Linked DNA regions of Sus scrofa: regions 2 and 3 are each linked to region 1. A link is a contact called in public HiChIP or PLAC-seq and promoter capture Hi-C data. All regions are on one chromosome and are shown on one strand. Each heading gives the region's core, a stretch centred on a gene start, on an enhancer-like site or on the middle of the called end of the contact. The rest is flanking DNA. Distances are from core to core; before and after follow the strand shown. Region 1 holds the start of ARPP19 (cAMP regulated phosphoprotein 19). Region 2 holds the start of LEO1 (RNA polymerase-associated protein LEO1). Region 3 holds the start of TMOD3 (tropomodulin 3).

What was found. Promoter capture Hi-C pulls out the DNA fragments that hold promoters and counts their contacts. HiChIP or PLAC-seq counts read pairs in DNA pulled down with a chosen protein or histone mark.
Region 2: a promoter capture Hi-C map of fetal skeletal muscle shows a contact between it and region 1, with 6 times the contacts expected there. The contact joins the promoter of LEO1 here to the promoter of ARPP19 in region 1. A contact is called at or near these places in 1 of 5 promoter capture datasets (fetal skeletal muscle), 1 of 47 Hi-C or Micro-C datasets (embryonic fibroblasts) and 1 of 2 datasets of contacts at active chromatin or transcription factors (skeletal muscle).
Region 3: a contact with region 1 is called in an H3K27ac HiChIP or PLAC-seq map of alveolar macrophages. The contact joins the promoter of TMOD3 here to the promoter of ARPP19 in region 1. A contact is called at or near these places in 1 of 47 Hi-C or Micro-C datasets (epiblast stem cells) and 1 of 2 datasets of contacts at active chromatin or transcription factors (alveolar macrophages).

The regions. Positions count from the first base shown.
Region 1 is chr1:119,133,308-119,137,453 of Sscrofa11.1, reverse strand. It overlaps ARPP19 (cAMP regulated phosphoprotein 19), which reads right to left and starts at 2,593. Exons shown (of 3, transcript NM_214175.1): 1 at 2,549-2,593. The coding sequence starts at 2,593.
Region 2 is chr1:119,801,715-119,806,520 of Sscrofa11.1, reverse strand. LEO1 (RNA polymerase-associated protein LEO1) reads right to left here and starts at 1,529. Exons shown (of 12, transcript XM_003121504.4): 1 at 1,393-1,529. The coding sequence starts at 1,450.
Region 3 is chr1:119,945,569-119,950,381 of Sscrofa11.1, reverse strand. TMOD3 (tropomodulin 3) reads left to right here and starts at 1,587. Exons shown (of 10, transcript NM_214294.1): 1 at 1,587-1,687.

The sequences.
Region 1 (4,146 bases), core at 1,344-3,843:
AATTAAAAAATTTAGACTGTTTTTTGTTTGTATTTAGTTTGATTTAGTTTTATGAGTTTAGGGTTTTGTTTTGTTTTGTTTGGCCATGCCTGCAGGAAGTTCCCAGAAGGGATCAAACCAGTGCCACGACACTGACAATGCCAGATCCTTAATCTACTAATCCACTAGGGAACTCCAGTTTGTTTTAATTTTAGAGTGGTCTAAGAAATAGGAGTTCATACTTATTTTTACATTGGCAATATCTAATAAAAAATTGTGGGCCTATACAGTTTTAAGGGTGCACACTAGGTAAATATAAACAGTGACTTAGCTCTTACTCCATTCTGGGCTCATCTCTTAACCTTACCTTTTCAGAGGCAATAGGCTAATGCACCATAAAACTATAAAAACATTTTAGCTGAATATTATGGCTTTAACTGAAAGGTCAATTGGGTACAGAGACAATAATCTAATTTTTTTTAGGTCATCTAACTATTCTTCCAAACAGAAGAAAACAGGTGATTTGGCCCACAGGAACAGAGAAGTGACTGTGCACATTTTCCTCATGTTTAGGGATGGGTATCTATGCTACAGGCATTTAACACCTACAGCCAATCCTTAATTCAAGAAGGGACATAATATTACTAACTCACTGTGGTATTGATGACAGCAGCCTTAAAATCAAAGTACTTGAAATAAATTTTTAATGTAGACACTCAGAGAAAACACTCCAGATAGACTTCATCTTGAGAAATAAAGTATTAGGCTGTCCCTAGTGAAAGCATTTACAATGCAGAAGTCAAGACTCTATGCTTTGGCAACATACTAACAAACCTTGTAAGGAAAAGTTACATAGCACATTATTGTACATCAGAAGTGAAAACTGAGATCCATTTTAGTGTTTAGGACAAGACACCACAGACCTGAATTTGTTGTTTTTCCTGGGTTCCTAAATCCTAAGGTATAATGAACCCTATGATAAATACTTTATAATACATAATACTTATTAGTTATGCCTGTAATCCTTAAATTACACACACGCACACACACACACACACTGCCCCCAAAGTTCGCTTTTCAGCAAAGTGCAAAAGATATCCAACATAGCTTCTATGGAATATTTCCAAATAATGTAGTGACTTGGCCTACTATTTATGCTATTGCTTTTTTCTCCAGAAACTTTACAAGTAATATCCTAATAGAACCATTCAATTCAGGAAAAGTTAACATGGTAAAGAACACATGGAGTGGATTTAGACCACTAACCAAATTTCCAGCCTAGTTAAGAACATGGGTGTAACCTTAACCAGAAACCCTTACAAAATCCAAGTATCAGAACAAATCTTATTTATGATAATAATTCTGATTCTTTAAGAAAGTGGACTACTACATATAAAGTGAATAACAAGGACCTACTGTATAACACAGGTAACTCTACTCAATATTCTATAATAACCTATACGGGTAAAGAATCTGAAAAATAATGGACATATAGATATGTATAGCCGATTCACTTTGCTATACACCTGAAACACAACATTGTAAATCAACTATAAATTAAAATTTCATTAAATTTCAGTAAAATTTCATTAAAAAATTTTTTTAAAGTGTTGGTGGTGAGTTCACCATAAACAATTTAGGAAAGACGATACAATGGACCTTTGGAGACCAGCCCCAAGTACCCAGGAAGGCAGGGCAGCAGAAATAATTACGGTGGAAGAGAACACTAGCCTAGACAATTATAAAGCCTTTATATTCGTAATATGACTCATGCTGATCCGTGGCCTATCTCCTTACATCAGCAAGTTATTATAAGTGAGTTTACAGTATGTTCCGCTGTCTCCACGAAAGACATGAACGGTTAGTAAAAAAAATTTTTAATTTCAACCTTTCGATTTTTTTTCCAAGTACCATAATGAGAACAGCTGTGGCTCACATTTCTGAGCACACGCTGCTCCAAAGCTCTAAGTTCCTCACCTCATTCAAGCCTCAAAACGACCCTATCAAACAAGGGCTATTTTTCTTACTTTACAAACGAAAGGGCTGAGGCCAGAAGAGCTTAGCAGCTGACCAGGGCTACACCGCCAACAATGAAAGACTGGACATGAAATTCCAACCCAGGTCTAACTCAGCGCCCAAACACGAGGTACCGCCTCAGGAGTTAAGAGCACGAAGACAATACAAGTAGTTGGAGAGTTAGTTCTTGGAGTAAAAAATAAGGTTCCTGACCCAAGTGCAGGCCGGAAAAACCTGGGCGCAGCGTTAAGGACCGAGTCCCGGGTGCTCACATTCAGTGGAGGGATTAAGGAAAAATGGGACACACCCCAGGAGAAAGGCACATTTCAGCCAGGACAAGGAGAACATTCCAACTCGCACCACGTCGGCGCTAACTACCAAAGCTCCTGCGGGCGCCGGGGCCGGGCGTGTCTGACCTTCCCAGACACGGGGGGTGGGCACACCGGCCGCGCCCCTCCGCTCATGGTCGGAGCAGGCCGCCGCCAGACCCGCCCTGGACATCGACCGCCTTGGGCCTTCTGGGCCCCAGGGTCCGCTCCCCGCGCACACTCACCTTCTGCTCCTCCGCGGAGGCTGCCTCGGGGACTTCCGCGGACATCCTGCTCCCTCTGCGGACGAGACACCGGGAAAAGAAGTGATTACCGGGTGGCCGAGGCCGCCCGGCCGCTGCGCCGCCTCAGGCCCGCCGGCCCCGTTCCCCAAGCGCCCACCCGGGCAGCCTCCGCCCGCAAAAATGGCCGCCACCTTATGACGACACGCAGCCCGGCTGCGCCTGCCGGGCAGCCACTGCGGCCCGCCACCCCGCCGCCCCGCCGCCCCTCCCGCACCGCTCCGGTGCCTACCTTACCCCGCTTCTCCGGCTCTGCGACTCCCAAGCACTTCCTTCTTTCCTTCAAAGGTCGCGGCTCGCGCCTCACCTCACTTCCGCCCGCCAACTGCTTCCAGGGAGTTGTAGTTCTTAAGTGGAGCCGCTTCTCACCGCCTTTGCCTGCCAGCTCTGTCTTTGGACTCCAGCTTTCCCGAACTAGTCTAGTACCGTTCTCCTCCTCGCTTTCCCGTTGCGGCTACACAGACTTTCTTCTGGGCGGCCCAAAGCTTTGTGCTCCCCAAGTCTCTCCCCACTCCGCTTCGCTTATTTAACCTTCTTTATCTTTCACATCCCCAGTCCTACGTCATCGTCTCAGGCGGTTCCTGAGCCCCTTTTCTAAGTAATACCCATCTTTTAAGTGTTCTCACATCTCTGTATAGTTCCTCAACAATCCACAGTGTTATCTATCATTAGACAGTATTTGTTGTGACTACTTTATTGATGTCACTTTTCCTGTCCGATAAGCCACCTTGGAACAGGGACCTCGTCCATATTTACTTATATTTTGTTCCAAGAGCCCAGCAATTCCTAACCAGTCAATAAATATCTGATGAAGGAATTCAGCTTCCATTCATTTGTCAACTCTCCGGGGTCCACTCCCACAACGTTACTGAAACGGCTGGCACCAGACTCTTCCAATGACTTTCTCAATTGCCAAATCCGTTGGCTTCACATTTAATCGTTATTCTGTTTGTCCTGTGAATAGCTACTGGCAATACATGGTGGTTCCAATTAAGTATATCTCAGAAACTTGGAGAAACTTGGATTGCCCTCTAAGAGTTAAACTAGTAAAAAGCAACAGATAGTGTGGATGCAATTCTGGGGAAATTTGGAAACCATCAAAATTCAACCAGGGTGTCCTGGGTAGAATCTCAGTCAGGAAGAATTGCAACTTAGAAAACAAAAAGTGCACTCCTTTTGGAGAAGGAAAAGAAGGCATTTGTCAGGCAACAAAATATTTAAAATACAAGAGTTCAAGAGACTGAGACTCTTTGACCAGGATATCCTTTCAGAGTGACTTAGGCTGGGCAGCAGAGAAATTTTTATAAGACCAATTAAATATTTGTTCTCATTTCATACAAAGTAACCTACTGAAAATTTGCCTTTCCTTTATGCAAACCTGCAGGGAGAAAGGAGAATGCCCTAGATAGACTAACTGAAGCATCTAACAGGTTTTTTTTGTTTTTTGTTTTGTCTTTTTTTAGGGCCGCACCCAAAGCATATGGAGGTTCCCAGGCTGGGGTTGAATCAGAGCTGCAGCTGCTGGCCTATGCCACAGCAAC
Region 2 (4,806 bases), core at 280-2,779, 670 kb before region 1:
AAGCAGCAATAGGCTTACAAGAAGGTAAAACATGAAGCCCAGAGAAGCAACCACATCCCTATGTCACTTTCCCACACACTGAGTTTGCAACGGAAAAGTACATCTAACTATTGCTTCTACCCATCCAATTATTTATCAAGTATCAAGTATGCATTAGTACTGATGTCAGGTGGAGGTAGGGTGGGGATGATCTTTTCATCATTATATCCCCTACACCTAGCAAAGTAGCTGGAACATGACAGGGGATTTGTAAATGCTGAATGAATGAACAACTTCAAGGAAGCAAGTTGGGAGGGTTCACATAGATCTGTGCCTTGAAGGGTGAATGGGATATGGACAAGTACAGATGAGGGGAAAAAAAAAAAAAACAAAAAAACATTGGCAAACCACATGGAACAAATACACAAAGCTCTATACTTCCAGACTTATCCTGACCAGAACCTTGAGGATACCCATTCTGGTAGAGCCCTCACACTAGACTTCCACCTGGTGCTCCCCTGATTATAAAAAGTATGAATAAATTGGAGTCAGAGAAAGAAAAAAAACAACCACAACAAGCACTATGCTAAGGAAAAAAGTAGATACAGTACTTTGAGCTTAGCGAGTTTTAAGAATGCTGAACTTGTTCCTGGGCCCCTTCTCGCTTCAAAGACCTCCTATTACTATCTCAAACTCAAATAGCTCGTCTTTGTGCCAGAAAGACTTCCTTGCACAATAAAACCTACCTTCATTAATTCATTTCATCAACAAATCCTTCATCCTTTCCCTCCAAACACAGAGCTCATATGTTCCCCAAGTTTAATATCACAGACAAATTCTAGAGTTTCTGCACAGATTCTCGGAGAACACATTATTTCCTGCAAGTAATGCCCTACCCCGGTATCCTTCCCAATCTTCTCATCCAGACATCTCAAACTCCCCATCACGCCACTCTCTGGTTTCGTTTCAGGAGAGCATCTGAGCCCCTCTAAAAATTCGTCCGGCCTATTCCCATATTCCTGAAGACCTAATTTCCATTCATTTACAACTGCCCTTACTCTGCGCTGGCCGGTGCAAGGCAGGACACAGCAGGGCTCCGAGGTTCCTTCTCTGGCTGTGCTAGCTCACCGGGCCTCCATCCCTGCCCCGCGCCCCCTTCGCTCCACATGCCCAGCTTGCTCCACGGACACCAAGAGCCTCGAGGCGCACGCTCTGCGTCTGTCCCTTCACTCCTGTCCTCCAGGGTAGGCTGGCACCGCCGGGAGTGCAGGGAGCGCTAAGGCAGGAGTGGAGGAAGTGCTACCACTCGCCCTCAGCGCCCGAGCGTTCGCACAACCGGAACTGGACTGCTGTCTGGCTCCCGTCGCAGAAGGCCCGCCACGGTCGCCTCCACCAAAGCCCAACCAAATCCACCTTTACGCTCAGCATCACTGTCGACGTCGCTCCCGAAAAGGTCCTCCATATCCGCCATTGCCGCGCACGTCCGCTGCTGTCTTCACTGGGGGTGGCTTCGCGACTGTCTTTACGGCACGGAAACAACGAGTTGCGACAGTGTCGCAAAAGATTCGCTAAAAGTCTGCTTTCCTTCGGTGAACTAGTTTTCGTGTGCTCTGTGAACCTGTGCTTGTCCAATCTCCTAAGCGTATAGACCACGCATTTTCGTCAAGATCTGTTCTTATTCCCGAGGATTCTCACCCGGGGAACGTCCTGTCTGCGTGTCAGTGGAGCGGGAAGCGCTTAGGTTCTCCCGGGAAAGGCCTGGGGCCGTGTTAAACCTGCCCTGAGTCAGGTCTGGAGTCCTTTGTTTCATACTGACGAAGTGTTCTCAAATTGTTGCAAACTCTATAAAGGGTCGTTATGTGGGTTATATTCTATTGCTATTTACTGTATTAGTAATTAAGGCAGAGGTATTTTTAAAATCGTTTAAAAATAGTAAACAGGTTAACATAACTAGAGTTTTTAAATTTTAAGTGACTTTTTTTCAAAAAAAAAAAATGAGTGGAATTGTTCTACAGTTTTGGAAAAGTCTTCAGTATCTGTCTTAAAACAACTGAGTTCTCATAACTACTCTGCACTGATTCTATTGAGAAAGGCCTTGGTTGAAGCCTATGAAGAAAATGAGGTCTCTCACGTGTGTGTGTGATCGGGAAAGGGACGGTCTCTCCTACCCCTAAAAGGGTCTTCCTCGGACTGCTCTTTGAAGACTGCATGCAGGCTTAGAACAGTGTATCTCAAACATCAAAAATGTCCCATCTTAACCCAGTACACACTTTTGTGCATAAAATTAAATACTTCACAAAACAATACATACTACTAAGATTTAGTCTTGAGATTTCCTATTCTCTTTTACTTTATTCTCTTGCAGCTTTTGTTTTTAATGATGACAGGCAGTGCATCACTTAATTGATTTCATGATTTACTAATTAATTGCAACCCGTAGCTAGAAAAACCCTATTCAGAGGCTTCTTGTTTATTTTTTCTGAAAAAAAGTTTGATTTTGCTATGAAATGTGGCTATGATTGTACATTATCAAATCAGACAGTACTAGAATTTTCCTAAAAGGTCAGTGCTAGATAAACCCTCTTGCTTTTATAAAATTTCAAAGAACTGAAGGGACTTGCACATACGAAACAACTACGTCATTTTCAGGAAACTTAAATATTAGTTTTCAAGAATGTACATCCTGTGTTAAAGTATTATCTGTCTAGATCAATATAAGGATTTTAATCTTGGACAGCAACAGTGGATTTTTAGTTTGGAAATTTTGAGGCATTATTTTTGTTGCAAATAGGAGTGCCTGACAAGGTTCAAATGGGCAAGAAGTGGGACTGAGTATGTTATCCTAGTCTTCTGTACAAAGTGGATGATGTAAGAGCAGGTAGATGGGATCACTTTAAAACTTTCTAGAATACTGGAAAAACAAGAATTCTATTTGATTGTGATTCAGTTTCATTTTCATTTAGAATACTATCCTTGAAAAGTACTTTGATTAAATCTTAAACTGAATTACGGTGAGGCCTGCGGAATCACCCTCCTCTTATTCTTGACCAGCAGGATTAATGTTTATCCCATATGAATAGAGCAAATAACTTCTGGTTCTTTAATTTTTGTCTTTGTTGTGCTTTATGCTGATCTTTGCTCCTCTCTTCAGTTTTCTTTTATCAGACAGGAAATAATACATTCAATTAGATTTCAGCTAAACCAGTCACAATTATTTTAAGTACTGCTTGCCTGAGGTTATACCCAGATCACTATCATGGATGTTTAGAGTGTTAAAATAATCTTTTCACTTACTACCAGAGATGGAGAAGTTTATCCTATTAGATTTGTGTTTCAGTTTTAACTTTGGGGATTAAGATAATCTCTCTCTTTTTTTTTTTGACATTTTTCATTGAGGTCGTGATAATCAGGTGTACTCCTACTTCTTGAATTATTTTCTTGGTTATTTGTTTATTTATTTTGCTGCATCCCAGCATGTGGACGTTACTGGGCTAGGAATTGAACCTGTGCCACAGCAGTGACCCAAGCCATGAAATGACAACAGTGGATTCTTAATCCACTGAGCCACCACAGGAAAATTCCCAAGATAATCTCTTGATTTGCTCCCAGGGATGGAGAATTTCATCTGTTAAATGTGTAACTGTATAGAACATCTCCAGAATACCTTTATCATTTTCCCCAGGGATCAGATCCAAGCCACGGTTACAACCTACACCGCTTTTTTTCCCCCCAGGTTCTGAGGGGTTGTTTTTATTTGTTTGTTTGTTTGTTTTCTGCTTTTTAGGGCCGAACCCTCAGCATATGAAAGTTCCCAGGCTCGGGGTTGAATCCAAGCTCCAGTTGCCGGCCTACACAACTACAGCAAGGCCACATACAAGCTGCACCTGCTGCCTACACCACACACCACAGCTCATGGCAATGCCGGATCCTTAACCCACTGAGCAAGGCCAGGGATTGAACACATCCTCATGGAACTGGTCGGGTTTGTTACCACTGATCCACGACAGGAACTCCATAAGGCTTTGTCTTTTTTTCTCCATGTTCTGCCTTCATAAGATCCTCAAAATAGTGATCAATACCTCCTAGTCAAAGAAAAAAGATTCATCTAGTTTGACTAACACAACGTGATGTAAAACCACACAATTAGTGTTTCATTACAAATTTTTTTTTTGCTTTTTTTTTTTTTTAGGGCCTCACCCGTGGCATATGGAGGTTCCCAGGCTAGGGGTCAAGTTGGAGTTAACAGCTGCCGGCCTATACCACAGCCACAGCAACACAGGATCTGAGCTGTGTCTGTGACCTATACCATAGCTCATGATAATGCTGGATCCTTAACCCACTGAGTGAGGCCAGGGATTGAACCCACATCCTCATGGATCCTAGTCAGGTTTATTAACTGCTGAGCCACAAAGGGAATTCCCTACAAACATTTTTATAAGGTAACTAAATACCTTAAAATGTATAGTTTATACTTACACCAAGGTGCAAAACAGCTTTAATAACTGTACAACATCTTAAAGACTTAGAGGAAAAACAACAGCTTGATTAAACAATACCTTAACTGAAAACACTCCATTTATTGTAAAATGCCACTCCACAGGTGGGTCATGTGGCTTGTTTCTGAGTACTTTGTGGAAGGAACTAGCCTTTAGAAGGGCCATATTGGGAGTTCACATCGTGGCTTAGCAATAACAAATCTGACTAGTATCCATGAGGACACAGGTTTGATCCCTGGCCTTGCTGAATTAGTTAAGGATCCAGCATTGCCACAAGCTGTGGTATAGGTTGAAGACTTGGCTCAGATCTGGCATTGCTGTGGCTATGGTA
Region 3 (4,813 bases), core at 338-2,837, 810 kb before region 1:
GTATAAATCAGTCAAAAATTGAATTCGCAGCCCTCTCTGCCTAAAGAGCAAAGCAGAAGAAGCCATATTATTGCAAAGGAAAGTCCTTAAAGTAAACCATATCTGGATAGCCAAGGTTCTCAGCTTTTCTTTTTAAGGAATTCCATTTGGTTAGTTTCCCTGGGAGTAATGCCCCAGAGGTGTAGCAGGAACTCACAAGAGACTTCTTAGTTAGCCACAATACCTATATATTAACTTGTAATGAAATACAGAACTATCAAATGAATCCAGATATTCAGTTCATCCGGTCAGAGTACCATCTCCCTGGATTGAGTTTGAGAAACATGGTCACAGATGATCTTACTTAATGTGGTAATATTTAGGATATACATTAGTCTGATCAACAGTGGAAAGTATGCTAAAATTTGAATCAGGCTATCTGTTTTTCATTTCTGTATCTCCAGTTACTGGCTGTGTGACCTTTTACAGCTTACTTAATTTTTCTCATCTGTAGAAATGGAGAATACTAATATAGTCTTTGTAGGGTTGTTTATAGGATTGGATGAGCTATTATAAATGGAGTGCTGGCAAAATTCTAGCTATTATAAATGGAGTGCTGGCACAATTCTTGGTGTGGGTTAAGTATTCAATAAATATTAGTTGAACCTGAATGTGGAATTGTGTAGGAAATTGCTCTCAGGTGTTATCTCCAAAAATATTTGAGAAACTGATTCACACTAAGATGCTATAAAAAATAAGATGCAATGGCAACCAAGAGTATTTGCATTTAGGAGGTTTTTTTTTTTTCCCCCTGAAAAAACCCACATCATTGGTGATCTTTATTGCTGGAATTAGTGGATGCTAATTGCATGAAATTCCAGGGTATTTATCTCGGGTGCTCCTTGCTCTGAGGAGTAAATAGCAGCAGAGTCTTAACCATTAATCTGCTCCCGCACTGGGTGTAGCTGGAACGTATCTTAAGCAGGCACTTGAGTTCTCTAATTGGCTGCATTTTTGAGGTGTATCAAAGTTGAACATTACACCTGAGAATGCAAGAATGGGATGGGATGGAAACTGATCACTGCGACATCATCCTGGCTGCAAACCTAAGGAAATCACAAGGGTCACTATACTCTTAAGGTGACATCCGCCTGATTTATGTCACTCTCGTGCCTTAGCCTTTATTTGTTTCCTTTTCTATCAGTTTTTCATAATAAGTTTAAAGGGCTCCATGTCTTGTCCTCCCATTAGCAACCTAGGGTTTAAGTCCTGCGGTGTGTGCCTTTTGACTAAAAATCAAAGTGAAGAGGAAATCTGTACTAAGGAACCCCTAGTTGACGTATAAAGCTCCCAAAGGGTCGAAGGTAGATAATTCTACGAGTAGAGAGAGTTTTATCAGACTAGTGTAAGGCTTGACATCTGCAGCTGCTTCAAAGTTCCACACACAGTAAAGCCCAAGATCTGCGCTGAGCCTCGCCCTCCTGGCTTGAACTACAGCTCCCAGGATGCTCCGCGATTTGGGAGTGCGCGCGCGCGTCGGCGGTGGAGTGGGAACCAGCGCCGTCGAGTTGGGGGAGCTTCTGGCGGGTGGATCCGACAACTCCCCGGGAGGCGGACGCAGGCGGACCGGCGGGTACTGGGAGCTGAGCGGCAAGCAGTCCCCGCGGGTCTGTGAAGGAGGTCGGTGGCTTCAGCGGGCGCTAGGCAGGTAAGCCAAGACCGATGCTTTCCAGGAAGTCCGTCTGCGGGCGCCGGCAGTGTGTCGTACCAGCCATGGTGGCTGAGGAGGGAGAGGTTGCTGTCTTCCAGCAGCGCGGCTCGAATCTCGTTCGCTCCCAATCCCTGTCCGGTAGCGAGAGGACGCTGGGGCTGCTTCGGGGCAAAAGGGCCAGGGCAGGATCCGCAGGACGCGCTGGGCGTCGCCCGTGGTGGAGGCGCGCGAAGACAGATTTGCGATGAATCACTCCCCGGCCCGGCCTCGCCGGGTTCGGGACTGGCCCCTTCCCCTCCCGGCTGGAGCCCGCGCCGGCCGTGGCTGTGAGAACTCGAAGTGCTTATCCGCCCCATCCATCCCACCCAGGCTTACTAGCCGGCGACTAGCGTCTGAAGGTTTTTTTCACCGAGTCTCCTTCAAAGACTTCTGCTTAGTGAGTTGGAAAGAAGAAGAAAAAAAGAAGGGCACACCCTTTTCTTTTTTTTTTAATTTAATTGAAATCTTTCTTGTCTTGCGTTCGCCGTTTTGAACTATCTGCTCTTAGAATAGATTCCTGGCTCCTGTGCAGCACAGCTGGACCCGGCTGTGAAGTTTGTATGTTGGTTTGTTTTGAGGACGTGACTGGGTCGTTATTTTTGCTTACAGAAGTGGTGTGTTTCCTCTGCAAGCCTGCATTCTGATTACAAACGAATGAGAAACAGCCGCAGGGGGCTTTTTGTTTTGTTTTTTGGATTTTGGGGGTTTTTAATGTTTAGTTAAGAATCGCATTTCCAACTTGTCCTTGGCTTCCCTTAAAACCAAAAGTCATCTGGTAATGAATACTGCAGTAAAACTTAGCCCAGGAGGTCATACTTGAACAGGAAATAAGCCTGTGGAGATTTAGGTTAGTTATGTGCGGTCTGCCTTGGTTTGTAACATTTTAATGTGGCTCATGTTTCTTTTTCTGAGAATCCTTCAGATTAATTTTTCAGTAAATAAAATTGCTAATTGGTCTGTTACAAAAATGTATCAGGCTTAGAAAAATAGTCTTGTCCAGCCTCATTTACCTTTGCTAGTAAGTTCTTCCTAGTCCTAGGCCTTTTTTTTTTTTTTTTTTTTTTTTTTACCCTATTACTTAAGAGCTCACAGTCATTTTATAATACTTAGAATCACCTTTCTAACACATTCCTAGGAAAGGAACAAAAAAGGAATTAAAATGTGATACCCGATATATTTTAACTCTTTTAGGTTGCTTGTTTTTGAACCTCTTGGGATTTCTACTTTATCATCTTTAAAATGAGATGACTCCAAGATTGTCAGCCCTAAATATCCAATTTTTAAAATTCATTTATTTGATTCATTCAGGAAACATTGACCACATCTGTCATTCCAAGCCCTGTGCTAGGCATGAAGGAACAAAAATGATGTTACTGACCAATTATTACTGTTCAGTTTCCTTTAATCATGTTTTTATGACTAATTTCTGGTATACCTTCCAGGTCAAATTACTCCATAATTAATAATTTCATCTAAAGTTAAATATGTACAGGTCAAATGCCCATAGTATTACTGAGTGTAACAGGGATCAATTTCCTCTAATCAGAGATTTTTTAAGCTACTGGCCTATTTTAGTCCAACAGAAAGGACTTGTATGGTTTAGCGTGGTGCTTCTCAAACTTTAATGGGCATAAATCACCCAGGAGTCTGTAGTTCTGAAATGAGGCCTTGGAATCTGCAGATATAATAGGGAATACTGCAGTTGCAGTGGGAGAGCACACTTTGAATGTTAAGGGTTGGTAGATGTCTTAAGGTGTTTATGATGACAATTTAAAGGCCAGTGCTGAAGGAGTTTCCTCGTGGCTCATCAGGTTAAGGATCCAGCATTGTCACTGCTATAGTCACAGCTGTGGTGTAGGTTCAGTCCCTGGCCCAGGAATTTCCACATGCTGTGGGCATGGCCAATAAATAAACAATTAAAGACCAGTGCTGATAGCTGTGATATTCGATGCATAGCTATGGCTTTTTCCAACTCTCAATGTAAAAAAGTAATCTTACTCTAACAAAAATAATTGCTTTCACAAGTTTTTTTGTGAAAAAACTTTTTCTCTTCTTTTATCCTCCTCTTTTGCTCCCTCCCTTCTCCTTTCTCTTTGCTGTATCCTCTTAGCAGCTTTTTTTTTTTCTCTTTCCCCTCTTCTACCCTCAACTGTTTTCATTCACTTTAATTCAGTAATTGGCTAATTCATTGTGTGTTTTGTCCTATCCTATACAAGGCACTGTCTTAGGCTCATGGTAAATCAGACATAGAAGATGTGTGTTTTTTGGTTTGTTTGTTTGTTTTTGTCTGGGAGCTTACTCTATCGAGATTAAGCATGTGTATTTGTTTTAGTCCAGAGCACAGTAGGAGTTGTCTGTAGGGAATAAAAACATGTGGTAGGAGTTTTGAGAGATCTACAGCTGTGGGGGTAGGAAACAAATGAAGTCTTTTTCCCGCTATACTCTCTTTCTCCCCAGGCTATACTTTCTATACTATTTGAGTCTGTATATGACATAGCTGCACAGAATACAACACAGCTTCATAAATTTATTTATTTGAAACCTGGGGTTGTGTTGGGTATATGAAAATCAGTTCGATCTGAGCAATATCCTAGGGAGGGTGAGAGGTGGTAACCTGGATAGAGACACAGAGGAGGACTCAGTAAGCAGTAGAAAGGGGCTCAGTGGTTTTCAGGTGTTGATCTGATGTTCACTGCTCTTGTAATTTAGGATGCATTGTCTTTTTTTTTTTTTTTTTCTTTTTAGGGCTGAACCCTCAGCCTGTGGAAGTTCCCGGGCTAGGAGTCCAGTCAGAGCTGCAGCTGCCGGCCTACACCGTAGCCACAGCCACACCAGATCCAAGCCACATATGTTATATACACCACAGCTCATGGCAATGCCAGATCCTTTAACCCACTGAGGCCAGGAATTGAACCTGCATCCTCATGGATACTATTCGGGTTCATTACTGCTGAGCCACAACAGGAACTCCTTCTTTTTTTTTTTTTGTCTTTTGTCTTTTTGTTGTTGTTGCTATTTCTTGGGCCGCTCCCGCGGCATATGGAGGTTCCCAGGCTAGGGGTCCAATTGGAGCTGTAGCCACCG